3 separate regions of the Drosophila melanogaster genome follow, and all the other regions are linked to region 3. Evidence: chromatin contacts called from public Hi-C and targeted proximity ligation data. All regions are on one chromosome and are shown on one strand. The core of a region is the stretch at or near the end of the contact, and the rest is flanking DNA. Distances in the headings are between cores, read along the strand shown.

Region 1 (3,511 bases), core at 586-3,085, 230 kb after region 3:
CAGACTGTTGCCAGAACTGTTGCTGTGGCATTGATGTTTGGGGCATCGTACTCAATGTGATCCTGCAGGATGCGCCCTTCCTCACCTTTCGCCTGCTGATTATCTTCCAGTACAAAATCATTAACTACATGAACGTCTTCTTTACATGTACGTATTATAAATATTTTTATGCGTAATTTTATTACTTACATATATGTTATTAGGCAAAAACTCGTTGGTGATCATCCTGCAGCTTTATCGGCTATATGTGGTCAACGCCGAGTTCTGGAAAAATCGGCGTGAAAGTCGAATGGCCAAGTCACGTCAGTTTCAATCTCGTCGAAAAGTGCAGGATGCTGATCAGAACAGCATTTACATGATATCCAACGAAAGGGGTGGTGATGTCAAAAAGAAGATCAAAAGGTAGGTGTGGATGTAATTTAGATCCTTAATGAACTGCATCAACTATTTATAGGGCCAAGGACAAGGACTATGCGGAGCAGGAGGCGGTATACAGTAAAAAGAAGAAGGACAAGAAGGACAAGTGGGTCTTGAGCTCAACTGTGACATTAAAAAGAGAATTTAGATTAACCCACTGATTCCAGGAAGAAGCGCAAACGCAAGGATACTGGCTACTCCACGGCCAGCTCGCAGAATCTGTACTCCACGAAGGCGAGTGGCACGGACAAGGACACTCGCCGCAAGGACAAGAAGGGCAAGAAGTCCAAGCGCACCTGCAGCAGTTCACCCAGTGACTGCGACTTGGCCAAAAAGCAGAAGCGCAAGAACGCGGATAAAAACGATAAGAAGTAGGTAATATCTCGGGACTTGGCTGGTTATCCTTTGACTTATGATCCGATTTCCCGCAGAAAATCCCGCAAAATTGAGGCAGTCGTGGAGGAGTCGAGCAGCTCGAGCAGCAGCAGCTCCGATTCCAGCAACTCCACTCTGCCCAGCTACGAGGTCATCGACGAGAAGAAGGCCAGGCGCAGGAAGCACCGCGGAAGTAGTAGCGACACCAGTTCCGGGGACAGCAGCTCCTCCAGCTCCTCGTCCTCCAGCTCGGACTCGTCGTGAATGAGGCACTTTTTTGGCACTAACGCCAGACGTTAGGGAATCGATTTTTTTGGCAGTCACTTGCCAGCATTCAAGTGGCTGCGCCGCTGCTCCGGGAGCTCAGATTTGTAAGACCCCAAGGGGCAGGTCTATAATTTGATTGCAAACACACCGAGCGTTAATCATGAAAATACCACATGCTTACGCTTTTACATTAAAATGTTGTGAGATACAAAAGAAACTGCAGTGAGTTTTAAATACTTTTGAAACATTTATCTCTTCGCATTTCTGCATTATCTCTTCTGCATTTTGCACAACATTTTTATTACAAATTTGATGTATAATTTAATAGTGCTGAAACTCTGTGCTCCTTTGAATATTTTATATTAATTAACATGACATCTGCACGAAAATATTTTAAGGCTGTTTGTAGGCTTCCAAATAAGCTAGCATTTGCTATTTTCTTGATTAGTGCTCGATATATTTTGATATATTTGTATAAGCTACACTATGGCATATTTGAATGGATAATAAATACGCGGGCTCCACAGCGATAAGTTGGCAGCTCCGTTGGCATTAAAATGGAGCTCTCTTGATTAAATTTTCAACGTGGGGAAATTCTCTTAATGCTTTCTCTTTGCCGCATGAAAAGCTTAGCAACGCGAACTGCTGCTAAACTTTTGTTGACACACAGTTAGCTGTGATATTTGCCGTGAGTGTGTGTATGTGTGTGTGGGGTTTGGGGGGTGGGAGGGCTCTAGTTGGAGATTTCTCGAGAGCGTGTATTTTTGTAATAGCACAATAGTTGCTGCCGAGCGTCCAAACGCTGCGGACGCGATTTTCGCTTCGCTCCTCTCGGATTCGCAACGCTTTTCGAAAAAACCTCGCGTAACGCCAGAAGCTTTGTTGTTGTCGAGTGTGTAAGTTCAAGAGTGTGTATGCGAATGAGTGTGTGTGCGAGTGAGCGTGCTTTGTCGGATCCATCGCATATATACTTGATATATAGACGCACGATAAATGCCTATTAAGAAATGTTCTTCGAAAAGAACTCTTGAATATATCTGCAAGTGCCGTCTCTCAGTGCCCATCAATAAATCACGGCAGCTACATAGCATATACCATATACCCCTCAAAAAAAAAAAAACAACAACAAAGGTTCCCTTTGGCAGACTTTATTAACTATTAACCGGACAAACAAAAAACAGTTGTCAAGCCGATTAAAATTTAAATGGCTATAATGTGGCGCAGGTGTGAATTTTCTGTCTTTTTTTTTTGCTCTGTGAATAATTCAATTAATACTTGACAAACCTTTGGCAAATGGACTCATCACAGTTACAGTGCGAATTGCCCCGACAAATTGGCTCACCCCACACACAAATTATATATGGTATATATAGACAAATATATATATGTATGTATATATACATACAAGGGAGTGCACTGGATAATCTGGAACTCGAAACACGTTCGCGGCCTTAAAGTTCACAAATTATGGCTCCTTTTCCGATTCTTTTCGTTTTCGTTTTCATTTTCGTTTCATTACCTCTTCAAGCGCATTTTTATCTGGGCACGCGTAGTGAAGGTTAAGGCTTCCGCGGCTTAAAGTTACAACTCCCACGCCCCCTCAGCACGCCTAGCCCCCCTTGGGCACCACCCCCCGCCCCCCACACGTGTTGTTTTGTTTTCGGTCGTTGTTGTTTTGCGTTTAAGACACCTTAGTCGTCTATGTATGTATGAAGAAATACAAAACCACAGCGGGCCTCAGCAGCTTTTGTCCGAGAATAATCCCGCTCTTTGGGGGAGTCTTTGAGACAATGATGGGGCTCTCTGCTCTCATTTGCCGGTTTTCCACTGAGAGACCGAGTGTGAGCAACCGCGGGAAAAGCAGCGAAGCGAGAAGCTCTCTTACAGAGAGAAAAACAAGGAAAACTCGAACTCATTTGCATACGCGGGTTTTTTCCTTTTAAACAATTTGTTTATTTAACGATTTAGCTATGTACAGACAGGTTAGCTAAAATGAATCTTTTGAACCCACGTTTTATTAGGGAGTATATGATCCAAAAATCTATAAAGCATAATAAAAAATACAAATTTTTTATTACATTACAGGGCGCTATTTCTGTTGGGAAATTTCTTAAAGTAATAAATAATAAGATCAACGATTTGCTTCATTTGCTCGCTTATGTTTATACACATTTCGTTGCCATGCCACAAGAAACTTGTTCAAAAATAAAAAAAATCATTTGATGAAGGAGATACATATTTTCCATATATTTCCCCCGTGTAATAATTTATGTTTCAGTCCGTTTGCCTTTCATACGATAGACCAAAGTCCACACTTGGCCAGCGACAGTTGCGAGGGCTCAATCAAACCAGTCCATTGAAGGATGGTAATTAATATCTGGTGCGTTTCTTGAGGTATTTGGTCGAAACATACTAATTAGCAGAGAGAACGGCTTGTCATAGATACGCCAAT
Region 2 (3,452 bases), core at 282-2,781, 210 kb after region 3:
TCTCCTAAAATGTGTGACGACCTTGTGCCATGAAAAATGTATGCTTTCTGGGCATGAAAAAAAAAAGAATCATAATCAAATTTAACTGTTGTCATCATGATTTATTTACTCAAGAACAAAACACGACAAACGATGACGAACTCGCCTTCAGACAGAAGACAGAAGCACAAAGATAAATTAATCGCCAGTCAGTCACAGAGTCGATCGGTCTATTGCCCGAAGTCATTTATTCACAAATGCTCGTATATGAGTATATCGGGGCAAACTCGAGATTTAAGCCGGGTATGTCGTCATAGCTACAATAATGAGAAAACAACTTGTTTTGCCTGCAGGAGCAAATCCATTTTGCAATTATTTGCCTGTTTCAGTTAATTATAATTATTTGCGAAGCAACAAAATGCAAGCAAAAACAAACTATACAAACATGACTCTAAACAATATTCTTTGTTGAAAAATAAAAAAAAATCGGGTTCCAACAACTGAATTGTGACTTTGAAATCAGCTTAGCACTTTGAAATTAGACGCTATGTGAAAACAACTTGAGAAGTGCACACACCCAATACATCTGAACTGAAACTGATCGAAACGAATTAGAATAAATTATAAAATCCAAATATATGGACAGGAGTCAAAAGCGTCGGCTATCAGATACCCATCAAAAATATTTTAATTACAATTTAAATTGCTGAAAATTACTGAACACCACGTTTCGAAGAATTGTTATTATATATATTTATATTATCTTACAGGAAATACTTTAAATACTTGTCATGAATTAAAGTTAAAACAACAAAATTCCACCATCCATTCTTAAAACACTTAAATGACAAACAAATGAGGAGATTTCCTTGAACTTTACTTCGACGTGCCTCATAATTCGCCACGAAATCCAAGTTGATCCAAATAAATACCAAGAATGAGTATCATTTATGGTCTGGCAACCAAAGTTCAACCTTAAAAATGGAGATCCGACACAAGTCAAGCTTTGGTAGCTGATACCATCTCAATCAAAGGCGAATAAACATTTTTAACTATTTTCAAGTGAGCTCAAGCAATGTCTGACTTGTACAAATGAATGTCAAGCGCTGCTGCAGCAGCAAATAAAATTAGCAATAAATTTAAATAAATAACTGCCTGGCGATATTAGATCATACGAAATCTCAGGGGGCCGTCTACGCGTACTCGTGGTAGCACTCAAAACACTCGAAACGAAACCGAAAATCCATCCGAATCGGAAATCACTCAAGAGAGTGCGCCAAAGACCAACTGGGACCGTACTATGCGATACAGTACGATACGATACGATCCGATACGATACGATCCCATCCGATCCGGCCAACGCAAAAAGCACCCACACATCGGGTGGATGTGGATATTTGGGGAAAGAGAGAACTGGTTTCTCTTCAATGACTTTGTGCTGAGCTGTGCTGTGTTGTGTTGTGTTGTGCGCTGGGCTGTTTTGTGTTGGCGTTGGCGAGCGCCAGTGGGTTTCTCGGTTTATTGGTCGTCGCTGAGAAAACGAGACTGTGCTGCCTTTTAATGCGGCATTTCATTCATTGATCGTTCCAATAGCGCGCCGCACGCTCAGCGCAGCGGACAAGTGAGCCAAAAGTCCGACTTCCACTGCCATCGCCGCCCACCTGAGCCGCTAACCTGGCTAACGGAGTCAAAGCCAACTGGGGGCAGTAGTCAGCTGATTTAGCTGCCACCGCATCCCAAGCCAAACCAAGTCAGACCATCCCAGCGATCCGCGAGATATATCTATTCAGTGCACAGCCGACAAGCGCAGCAGGCGGACGCAGCGCAGCATTTTCTCCGTGTATTTTCGTATGCCATCTCGGGATATTGGATACAGATACAGATTCCGAGATACAGATACACAGAACGCGAGCGACGCGCACTCATAGATATTTTTAGCAACCGGCCTCACGCACACCGCCGCACACATTAGTACCGCCGCACTGACACACGCGGCTTGCACGTTTTCACGGAAAATCCATTCTTCGAGGCTTTTCCAGCAGGCCCAAGATAAACACAACTCAAGAATGCGCGAAAACCGTACCGAAGTTATTATCAATAGTTAAACCAGCGGCGCAATCACAACCGCAACAACCACAACCACCGCAATATTAATTCAAACCAAAACAAGTTCCAGAAGTTTTTGAGGAAATAAAAACTGAAAACAAACCTTTTTTGTTGTGTTAACATGCCAAATTTATGCATGAGCTAATAACTTTAAATCCGAAAAGAATAAAAAAAAGTCCAAACAAAACAAAATTCAAACAAAGATCGCATATCAAAATTAGTTGGGTGACTAATTAGACAGCGCGTTGTCGGAATTTCAATTTGCATACTTTGGCGCAACTTTAATGAACCAAAAATTAAAATAAAAACATCAACAAATCTTAATCAGAGTGCACAACTGAATTCAAATCATCCTGAAAGACCAATCCCGCAGCCATACATTGTTGGATTTATGAAATCAAAAAGGTAAATATACCGCCGCCATTTATCAGACATAAGCGTTCAGATATAGAAAAGATATAGAAGATCTGCCCGATCTCTTGTTGCCGCCCCAATAAAAATAGACAAAAGGCATTCCTCTGTCCAATCACGTTAGTGGCTGGCAGATGGGGCAGGGCGGGCTTTTAAGAAACTTCTGAAACATTTATTTGTCCAAGGTGTTGAAAAGCCAGATGTGTGCAGGGGAAAATGTTTTCGAGCTGCTCAGCAGGGAAAACGGCGACGACAGCCAGTTGTCAACTGATTTTCAAAGGTTACCGAAGGGAAGCAGCAACTTGGCTGCGTTTGTTTGCGACCAAAGTAGGGGGAACAGTTTAATTAATGTGCAAACAAAAGCTGTGAATTCTCATCATCAATGAGAGTCCCGCTTAACCTGCCACTCACTTTAAATCTGTGATGTGCTAATCAACGCCGGCATTTATTTATTTACTTTCATTTTCGCCATACCATTCGGCAACAAGCACTATGTTTGCCCAAATAATCGAGTAAAATTGGTTTCTGGCAGCCAGTCAATCGCCGATTTTAATTTGGCATTTATTTATTTAATATATTAATATATTATTCATTTTGTCGAAAGCTAAAATAAACTAGCATCTCATGGGCTGACTCAATACATGATTAAAAAATGTTATTCGTCATAAATATTTTATGATTTACAAAAAAAAAATTCGCCAAAAATACACGCATTAATCGAGTCAAATTTTAATGATTTTTCTGCCATGGAAAGGTGCATCTAAAATTAAATTAGTTTATGGACACATGAGTCTATTGCTACCCTATATATACTTGCCTACCTCATTGTTTGCTGTCCCCCTGACCCAAATCTCGATCGTATGTGGGAAAAGCCAGCGCCCCTCCTTGCAAAGAGACTTAAACAATAACAATAGCAGGAATAAATCAAGAAAAATAAAAGTTAGTCGTAGGCAAAT
Region 3 (3,688 bases), core at 725-3,224:
GCCGTAGATGGATGGATGTTCCGTTCCGCTCGGATGGGTTTTAGTTAAATGTAAAAGTTCGGGCATGTTGCCATATGATCGATGGCTGGTGGACGTTGATCGAGCTCCACATTGATAAGACTTTGTGTTAGGGGCGGATGTTTGAGCTCGTAGGGGATAAGTGGTCGATAAAATTCGATAGAAAAAGAAAATTAGAATGCAATTAATAAAAATTAACGTTTCTCTTGATCTTTGCGAAGACAAAGACCCATAAATATATTTTAATTAAGACATTGCATAATTTGAATACATAAATCTTGTCGTGACGATTCTTGGGGCAAATTAGCAATTAAACGCGCCATCTTTATCGGCAATCATTCATTTCGCATCTTCTGGCATTTTCACGACTCGTTTGCGGGCATCGCAGCTATTAATAAATATATATCTCCTGGCGTAAGTAGGGCATGCAAACGCCGCTCAGACCTGACACAAAAAAAAAAAATGGCCCAGAAGAAAATTGCTTTTCTGTTGATTTTTCACAGTCTCCGGTCGCGTGTTCACAGAAAAAATATTCGGCTGGTGTGTTCCATAGAACTGTAACGGTAATGAAATGCACTGCTAAAAATAAAGTCATCGTGCGCTATACGCCTTACGATATTATTGAGAACTTTCATGGAAATATAGATAAATAATAGTGGAATTTAAAATACACATTCAACATGGCATATTTTATTGCATATTTTCCAAGAAAATATCTCAAACAAAAAAAAAAAAAAAAAACCAAAAACTTTCCTTGTGGCATTGACTTTTGGCTCGATGCCCCAAACTTTTTATGACTACTGGGAACCGAGTAGAATTTGCGATGAGCTCATTAGAGTCGATTCTCCGGTCATGTTGTAAGCGCCTGATCGTCGTCCGATCTGTGTACCGACTTCATGGGATAATGCGTAGTTATAAAAAGACAGTTAACTATAATCAAGAGCCTTCATGTGAAGCGGGCGTGTAGGGCTGAGTGGGTGTGGTTCCAATGCGATTTAAGGTAATTGACTATAAGTACCCATGACGAACTTCTGGACAGTTCCCCAGTGGAAAAAAAAAACTGGATTTATTTCTTATCGCAAAACTTGCGATAACCAATTTGTATATGTTCATTCAGGGAGCGTGCCGATTTTTTAGTTTGCGAAATTGAGTTGTTATGTTTTCTGAGTCATTGTCGAGCGGGTTTTGGTAGCCGGGGATTAAATCTGCTGTATCATCTTGGTCCAGCGTTTATTTCTATTTGCTTTTAATTTCACAATCAAAACAGCAATAATAAAACCGTGCCTTATCTTACGGACATATCTCCCCAAGCGTCGTCTCGCTCTAATTTGGATTTTTCCTCTCTCTCTCGCTCTTTTCTTGCAGCTGGCGCCCGACGGTGGGAATTTCATCAGCTGTTGTTGTTGTTCATTTCACAGCAGCAGTCGGCCTAATAAAAATGCAATTTTTATGGTTAAGAAAATAGTGCGCGAACGCCGTTGTGTTGCACATTGGAAATTGTGCAGAAGCCAGAAGAAAATGTGTCTTGGAAAATGGAAAAGCACGAGCAGCAGTAGCACCAGCAGCAGCTATAACATTGAGCCAGTGATGTAATACAGAGCAAAAGTGAAGCGGCGGCAATTGGCATTGCAAAAAAGAAACAGATTATACAATTTGTGTTGCTGCCGCACTGAACTAGGACAACAGCAGCAACAACAGCAGCAGCAACAACAACCACTAGTGATAAAGACCGGCTGGCAACAGTGCAGCGGCCACTTGCAGCAACATAATTTCAAAGTCGGAGCGTGGGAATCGCAAATCACGGCAGTGGCAGCAACAACAGCAACTGCAGCAACACTCGAGCACTCGTGGCTCTCCGGATCGCTCATTTCGCTCGCCGTTCTCGCGCTGGCGTTTCTCCGTTTCGCTCGCACCCGCCTGTGGAGCAGTCGCGTATATTTGGAGGCGTTGGGGCGAACGCTCACGACAGTTGTGCTTGGAACGCTTCGGAGTGAAGATCGTGCTCGTCCGATCGGTGCGCGTGATAAATACACGGCGAACAAAATTGAGTCAAGAGTCAGACGGTCGCAAGACAATTGACAAGACACGAAAAATCATAATAAACACAAGTGGAAAAGCAACTGCTTGAGAGCAAAAAAGAAATTGTTTTTTACAAATCTCGCACGTAAATTAGCAAGCGTTCGCAAGAAACAAACCGCATACAATACTGAACACAAAAAAAAGGGTATTCAACAAAAAACCAAAAATATTTGGCTGCAAATGTGAAGAGACGAGAGACAGCGGATATACTACCGAGTGAAATTTGTGTCATAAGCAGAGCCAAAACAAAACCGAAAAGCCAAATTCAATAAAAGGCCATAAGTGACTGTGAAACTGTAAAGTGATGTGTGGTAATCGAAAAACAGCATAAAGAATGGCCATAGACCTCCTGATCCTGGCCCTGCTGCTCGTCTCGTTCCTGATCAACCTGCTGGCGCTGTGTGCCTTTTGGATAACGCCTGGCTTGAGGACCACCGCCAATCGCTTTACGATCAACCTGCTGGCCATCAATCTCATTGGTTGCTGCATCTTGGCCCCCACTTTGTTCCTGGGACTGCCGGGAAAGTCTGCGGAGGCATCCACTTCCAACGCCGAGACCCTGGAGTTCTTCTCGAAGCCGGGAAACCATCAGGTGATACTTCGTCGCAATGGCCAGCTGGTGGAACAGGACGGCGTGGTGGTGCGAAGGAACATCAGCGAAAACGGCGATACGGTGGAGACCTTCTTCAAGTGCAATGCCACCTACTGTCGCGAGTTGACCATCGATGAGCGCGGAGATGGTGGCTTTGTCATCACGGAAACCGAGACACACGAAGAGAATCTCTCGGCCTTTGAGAGCTTACCCACGGAGGCTCCCATTTTGCCGCCCGTCCAACTGAGATGTTGGTCCATAGACATGACTGCTGCGCTGGGAGCTCTGGCAGTACTGCTCGTGGTGGGGGACACCTGGTGTGCCGTTACGGATCCCCTGCGCTACCACAGTCGCATTTCGGGCGTGAAAACCTGGATCTTCATAGCACTCACCTGGGTGGTGGGCATACTCTTTGGAGCCCTTTCCGCCTTCCGAGTTTTGGACTTTGAGGCGGACGCCCTGTTCAGCAGACAACGCCGCCTGGCAGTCACGTACTTCAACATCAGCAGCACCAATAGTATTTTCGGAGTGGTGTACGCCAGTGTCTACTTCATCGTGATCATCCTCCTGCCCTTCGGCTTCGTGTGCGGAATGTACTGGAGGATATTCAGTGAGGCGCGCGGAAATGGGCTGCGCATGCGCCAGAATGGCTCTTCGCCGCTGCTGCAGAGCGCCTTGAATCTGACGGCTGGCCAGCAGGCGGCTCAAGCCAACCAGTTCTCCAATAGCTTGTGTGTTCATCGGCATTCCATATCCTCGGCCAGTTCGCATGGCGGCAACAGCAGCTTGGGCTTGGGCGGTCTGCAAATGCAAATTGATCAGCGCCAACAGCCGAGGAGTTCGCCCAGTTGTCTCCGTCGGGACTCGGCCGCGAAAGTACTTTTGCCCACCATCTCGGATGATGGTGGCTCAGATGCGGAAAGTGGAGCCGGAGTTCAACTGATGCCCGTACAGGAGCACTCACTGTCAGATAGAAATCAGAACATTATGCTTACTCTG

What was found. Hi-C and Micro-C count contacts between places; a contact is called where the count stands out from the background.
Region 1: a targeted proximity ligation map of the Kc167 cell line shows a contact between it and region 3, with 5 times the contacts expected there. A contact is called at or near these places in 2 of 107 Hi-C or Micro-C datasets (the Kc167 cell line and the S2 cell line) and 1 of 7 datasets of targeted methods (the Kc167 cell line).
Region 2: a Hi-C map of the Kc167 cell line shows a contact between it and region 3, with 4 times the contacts expected there. A contact is called at or near these places in 3 of 107 Hi-C or Micro-C datasets (the Kc167 cell line and embryo) and 2 of 7 datasets of targeted methods (both in the Kc167 cell line).

The regions. Positions count from the first base shown.
Region 1 is chr3R:26,459,692-26,463,202 of dm6, forward strand. It overlaps CG5455, which reads left to right and starts at 1,836. Exons shown (of 7, transcript NM_143224.4): 1 at 1,836-1,955. It overlaps CG14238, which reads left to right. Exons shown (of 7, transcript NM_143223.2): 3 at 1-147; 4 at 204-402; 5 at 455-523; 6 at 585-788; 7 at 849-1,290. The coding sequence ends at 1,056.
Region 2 is chr3R:26,439,247-26,442,698 of dm6, forward strand. It overlaps tx (taxi), which reads left to right and starts at 1,532. Exons shown (of 2, transcript NM_001300614.1): 1 at 1,532-2,490.
Region 3 is chr3R:26,228,274-26,231,961 of dm6, forward strand. It overlaps CG12290, which reads left to right and starts at 1,975. Exons shown (of 1, transcript NM_001300611.1): 1 at 1,975-3,688. The coding sequence starts at 2,432. It overlaps lncRNA:CR44320 (long non-coding RNA:CR44320), which reads left to right. Exons shown (of 3, transcript NR_125267.2): 3 at 1,384-1,995.